Regions from separate parts of the Gossypium hirsutum genome. Here region 2 is linked to region 1. A link is a contact called in public Hi-C data. All regions are on one chromosome and are shown on one strand. Each heading gives the region's core, a stretch centred on a gene start, on an enhancer-like site or on the middle of the called end of the contact. The rest is flanking DNA. Distances are from core to core; before and after follow the strand shown. Region 1 holds the start of LOC107945755 (esterase OVCA2). Region 2 holds the start of LOC107945482 (classical arabinogalactan protein 7).

Region 1 (3,167 bases), core at 323-2,822:
CCGTTGGTCTAATAGAAGCCGTATAACTTCAAGAGAGGTAGGTAATCGAGCATGACTTGCTGGATGGTTCCACCTAATTAAATAAATTTTTAGCATACTTTTATTTTTAAAAATCTACATAATAATTGTAAAATCTAATATAAAATTTACCTTGTTATGAGTGGGAATGTATATGGGTGGTCCACTCAAGGACGTAGAAATGGAAAGCAAAACCGTGCCCATGGCTGCAGTAGTGACAGGCAACCTCCGATTTTTGCTCTCCTCGGTCGCGTCGCCCCGCACATCTCCCGATATAACGTTGCCAAGACGGCAGACTCCCAACTCAATTCACCGGCTGCTCTAAAATCAACGAGTTTCAGCAGCCATCTTAGATGTACGCGGCTCCGTAACGTGTCAGGCATCAAATAACCTCCAATTAATTGAAGAATGTATGCCCGAGCATATCGGATTCTTTCAATTTTGGTTGAATCTTCATCCGATCAGAGAATGTGTCACGTAACTAGCCCATCTCGATCTTACCTCCCTCTATTTTCTCCGGAATAGTGCCCAAAAGCTCGTGGCACACCGCCCCCCAATCGCTAGATTAGGCAGACCAGGTGACTGGATACCCGTCCACCGGTAATCCCAATTGCAGACTGACATCTTCTAGAGTGATAGTGCACTCTCCACATGGAAGATGGAATTGTGCGTCTCGGGTCTCCACCTCTCGATCAACGCACTGATTATTTTCGAGTCCACCTTGCATCCCCGGCCTACCGTCGCCACGTGCCAAAAACCCGCTTCCTGCAGGTAGTTCTCTACCAACGGTGATGGAAAACCATGCATATTGTGGATATTGCATTCTAATACCCGATCTACAGGATTTTATAACAAATAATAAATTAATAATTATCTAAAAATGCATAAACAAAAAAGTCTTAAATAATATTTAAAAACTAAATTTAACACTTACCATTTTCATTTGTTCCACCGATATGTGATGCTTATCAAGACGAGTCAATTCTCCGGCCATTGCTGAAATCGTACAAATTTTTACAGTTTAAAAAATTTAAAAAAAAATTTAAACTATTTAAAAAAAGGGAGTTAGGAGAAATTTAAGAGGAACTTGAGAGCAAATTGAGATTAAATATAGATTTGAGAGAAATTTGGAAGGAATTTGAGAGGAAATTGAGATGAAATTTGAGAGAGGATTAGTTTGTGAAAAAAAAGGGGGTGGGGGGTATTTATAGTTTTTTTTTTGGACCGTTGGGGGGGCAATGGTCAAATTTTTGACCGTTGCACTGTTCACGCGCGGAGCAAGTCGCGGCCACGTCAGCAAAGCTTGCTGACGTGGCCGCGACTTGTTGGTGCGTCCCCGGACATCGCGCTGACGTGGACGCGATTTGCCGGAAAATGGCCCATTCTGATAAATAATTAAATACCGGGCCCATTTCGATAATTAAAAAAAAGGCTTTTTGAGTAAATTGCCCTCATGTTTCAATTTTATTATTTTTAAAATTTAAAGTGTGATTCACATGCATAATAAATCCAATCACTTTTCTAAGAGAAAAAAAAAATGGATAGCTTAGTAACAATTAGGGCGCAAGAAATATGAGTACCTTAAAGCCCTCGTGACAAAAGTTTCCTTTCTTAGCAGTACAGTAATGTTCGACCATCAATTATTAATTGCCCAAGCTTCCAGGCCCACCTCGGCTTGAATAATCAGAGCATTTTGAGCTCCACGAACCATTCCAAGGCTACCCCCTCAGCTTTCTCCAACAGGAAATTTCAGGAAAATGGAAAGCCAAATCCCGAGAAAACCCAGAATTCTGTGCCTCCATGGATTCAGAACAAGCGCTGAAATTTTCAAGAGACAGGTCCTTCGATGGCCTGCAGCTGTGCTTGATAAGCTGGACCTCATTTTCCTTGATGCCCCATATCCTGCCCAAGGGAAGTCCGGTGTTGAACGCTTTTTTGATCCTCCTTACTATGAATGGTTCCAAGCTACAGAGGTATACTAGATTTTTCCAAAATATTTACAGTTCAAGTTCATTTCTTTTTACTCCATCAAAGCCTGTAACTGAATCTTTTCTTTATTCTACTTGTAACAAGGATTTCACTGAGTACACAAATTTTGAAGAATGCCTTGCGTTTATTGAAGATAATATGATGAAGAGTGGTCCATTTGATGGTTTTCTGGGCTTCTCCCAGGTGGGGTTTGTTTGAATCATCTTACGAAACATCTTAAAATGTTCAATTCTTGTGCTCAAAATTGATCTGAATAGGTTTTTTAATCTCCCTTTTACCTGATGAATCTCAGGGAGCACTTTTATCTGCTGCATTGCCTGGAATGCAGAGAGATGGATTAGCCCTTACCAGGGTTCCAAGAATCAAGTTTCTGATAATAATATCAGGAGCCAAGTTTGGAGGGCCAAAGTTCGTACATCATAAGCTCACTTCCAATGCATATTCTTCACCTCTTGAATGCCCTTCTCTCCATATCATAGGTATTTTAAAGCTTTAAATAGCAGTCTATTTAATTATAGCTGAAACACAGCAAATATAAACCAATGTTCTGGATTAAATTTCGTTCATATTTCGGTAGAAGCAATCTTCAGGCAATGCAAAAAGACTGGACTAAAACATGGATTCAACTTTAATTTGCAGGAGAAACGGACTTCATGAAACAAGAATCAATTTCTCTGCTGGAATATTTTGTGGATCCTTTTGTGATTAATCATCCCAAAGGCCATACAATTCCAGAACTTGGTGCTTGCAAAGAAAATTAATATTTTTTTTCCAGAATTGCTGTTAATAGTTCTAACCTTTTGTTCTTTTTCAATTTTCCAATTATTCCCAGATGAGAAAAGTACTGAGGTGATGCTTGGGTTCATTGAGAGGATTCAGAAGACAATGGCAACAGCTGATGAACAGATCTACTTAAATGCGGAAACCTAACTAGTCTATTTCAAATAAGACGATTTGGGATGTGATATTAATGCTAGTTATTAATTAAATGAAACTACCATGCATGTTCATGATGAATCAATGTCACGTGAGTAGTTAAAAGAGTCGAAATTCTGAATGATGGAAGTATTATCTCAAACTTTTATTTCCCTTTTCTATTTTTTTCCAATGCATATAACCGTCCGCTATATAGTTATAAAATCGAAGTTTAGAAAATTGGT
Region 2 (3,039 bases), core at 502-3,001, 180 kb before region 1:
GTTTTATAGCCTTTACAAATGTAAAACTAAAATTGTTTTATAGCCTTTCACATATTTTTATATGATTAATATTTTAATGATCTAACTGTTAAATTTATCAATATAATTGTACTTATCATGCACATAAATTTTCAAACCAATCCAATATCTCTATTAAATGATTAATTTTTTATATAAAACAAATAGTTAAAAAATTTTAATTTAGATCAGATTTGAAATGTTTGATGTATAATGTTTAAAATGTTAAAATATTACAAAAAATATATTAAAAGATATAAAATAATTTTAATTTTGTGCTGATGTAAATGGATTCGTCCCCTTTCTTTTTACCTAACTAAATTAATAATTTAGGTATAATTTACCAAAACCTCACACCAATTTATGAGAAAAAACCAAACTTCATTTTGGGGGTTAAAACTTTAAAGTTGTCCCTAGTCATCTTTAGCCTCTTTTCTTAGATCGTCTATAGTCGTTTTTGGTTGATTGTCTATTGACTTTTTACCGGTGCACCATTTGTGGCCTTTTTCATTAGGTTGGTTGTTGCCGTTTCTCTCGGCCTTCTATGGCTTGATATCTCTCCATTATTTTTAGCTTTGTTTAATTAAAAAGAAAACTCATTTTTTTCTATTTTGTTTCACATTTCATTGTCTCGTTTAGACTAATTGTTGAAAATTACACATTTTTAGAATTTATATTATATTGTAAAAAAGTACAGATAAAATAATGAACAAAAAAATGTAAAAAAGAATAACAAACTGTTTTATTCCACTGTTATAGATGTACACCAGCCCAATCTCTACAACCGTCGATCTCAGAAATGATACTACGTATCAACCATTGAAATAATGAACCCATTCAGACCCAAATTAATAGAATTATAATAAACGACAATGCATAACAAATAAATTAAAACAAAAACAAGTGAAAAAAAATCCCTAAGTCAAATGAACAAGATCATCGAGAATCGTGATCCAAAAGCCCGTGAATAGCCCAGGAAAGCAAGAACTCGCTTTCTTAAGCCAGGAGGGCGGCGAAGAAAGTAGCAGCGAGAGCGGTTGCACCAAAGAAGACACCGTTGGTGGAGGCAGCGGAGGGAGGAGGACCTTGGTCAGCTGTCGGCTCGGAGGCTGGAGTAGATGCGCCTTCTGGGGTGAGAGCAGGAGAGGAGGAGATTGAAGGAGAAGGTGAAGAAGTTGTTGGTGAAGGCGATGGGGAAGTGGTGGGTGATGGGGTAGGAACAGTTGAAGGAGCTGGGGATGGCGTTTGTGACGGTGTTGGGGAAGGTGTTGGAGTCGCCGCCGGCGGTGGTGAGGAGGTTGGAGGAGCTGAAGGTGAAGCTGTTGGGGGAGAAGTTGGAGCTTGAGCCATGCAAGAGGTGGCCAAAAGACCCAAGATCATTAAAACCTTGAACATTGTAGAACTCATCTTCCCAAAAGAAAAAAAAAAAGAAAAAGAAACTCAACAGCTTTGAAATGAGAAAGAAATTGTCGAGATTGAGAGATTTTGGGAGTGAGGGAACTAAAAGAGAGGAAGGGACTATATATATAAAAAAGGGAAGCAGAAAGTGGAAAGATGACAGACAGATAGGAGAGAAAAAGAAGGAATTAATCAAATCAAATCACTAATGTAAAAATATTCTTTTGGATTTGATTATATCAAGTTATGCAAAATGCAACACATTTATATGGAATTTACATTCATACATGGAAGCACATCATGAGCTAGCAGCTAAGCAATGTGTTGTTGGGTTCCCATTGTTTCCTCTGCTTTTCTTTGAAGTTTCTTTAACAACAGTGTACAAAAACTATTACCAACCATAAGGGCTATGATTTGGACATCGATTTTGTCTTTGTAGCACATTTGAGTCAATTTTTTTTGTTTTTAGCGCAACGATTAGGGTAATAAAAATCTTAATTAATAAATTAAAACATATTTATATTAATTTTCAATCAGTGTTTGTATGTAATAATTAGTGGAATCCATGTCAAAGTTAACAATTGATTTACAATAATATCACTTAAATAGCAATACAAAATACAATATGAAGTTTTACCCTATTATCGTATATGGATTGGTTGCTCAAGGTCGGTAAAATGTCACATTCTTACCAATGTTTGGGGGGTTTGACAAATACTTTGAGAAAACCAATTTTGGTCGTTTCTTTCCTTCACGGTCTGTCCTCCGCGTTAAACTTTCAACAACTTCCCTAAAATAATGGTCGAATTATTACTTTTATACCCTCCTTTGAATATTTTTTCGGTCTGCTTATGAATGCGAAAAAGTCAAGATCCAAAGAACTTCATTTGTACACGTGGCACTACCTGGGTGGGTCTTTATTATATTTTAATATTACCTCTAAAAGTTAAAACACTTTTTTAATACACCGTATACGCTTTCAAACTTTTTAATTTGAACATTCTTGAAACGATTCATTTTTCTTGGGCTCGAATTCATCTATACTTACTGGATTACGAATTACGTAATAAATATGCTGATTAGTAATATAGATAAAAATTAAATAAAGTTTTAGTTAAAAGGATAAAATCAAAATTTTAAAATTTACTTTGAAGTATCACTAGTTAATTAAGCTTTAACACAGTTAGATAATGAATAAAATATAATTATTTTACAAAATAAATTATATTATATTTAGGATGTCATTGCTTTTTTAGTATATTTTATATAAAAATTTTATATACACATAATAAGATTTGAAGTTGAGGCATTATGTTTTCAACATCTTTACTTTAACTTTTAATTACAACATTATATGTTTTTATATAATTTTTTATAAATATACTTATTATATAATTTTATTTTTTATTTGAGTTAATGCCACCCATCAATTAAAATCTAATTCAATTAAAAATATCGAAACTTATTCTTTTATAACAAACATTACTATTATAGTAACCTAAAATAACATTAATAATATGATGGTGTTTCCATCATTTAATAAAATTTGAATTTAAAATATCATGATATTTTTTATTTTAATTTTATTATCTCAACTAAAATTTGATTTGTTTCTATATTAAT

Evidence for each region. Hi-C and Micro-C count contacts between places; a contact is called where the count stands out from the background.
Region 2: a contact with region 1 is called in a Hi-C map of leaf, with 2.1 times the contacts expected there. The contact joins the promoter of LOC107945482 here to the promoter of LOC107945755 in region 1. A contact is called at or near these places in 2 of 34 Hi-C or Micro-C datasets (both in leaf).

Annotation. Positions count from the first base shown.
Region 1 is chrD12:24,180,841-24,184,007 of Gossypium_hirsutum_v2.1, reverse strand. It overlaps LOC107945755 (esterase OVCA2), which reads left to right and starts at 1,572. Exons shown (of 5, transcript XM_016879870.2): 1 at 1,572-1,991; 2 at 2,092-2,190; 3 at 2,300-2,486; 4 at 2,647-2,748; 5 at 2,840-3,024. The coding sequence starts at 1,776. The coding sequence ends at 2,937.
Region 2 is chrD12:24,357,016-24,360,054 of Gossypium_hirsutum_v2.1, reverse strand. It overlaps LOC107945482 (classical arabinogalactan protein 7), which reads right to left and starts at 1,751. Exons shown (of 1, transcript XM_016879505.2): 1 at 739-1,751. The coding sequence starts at 1,425. The coding sequence ends at 1,015.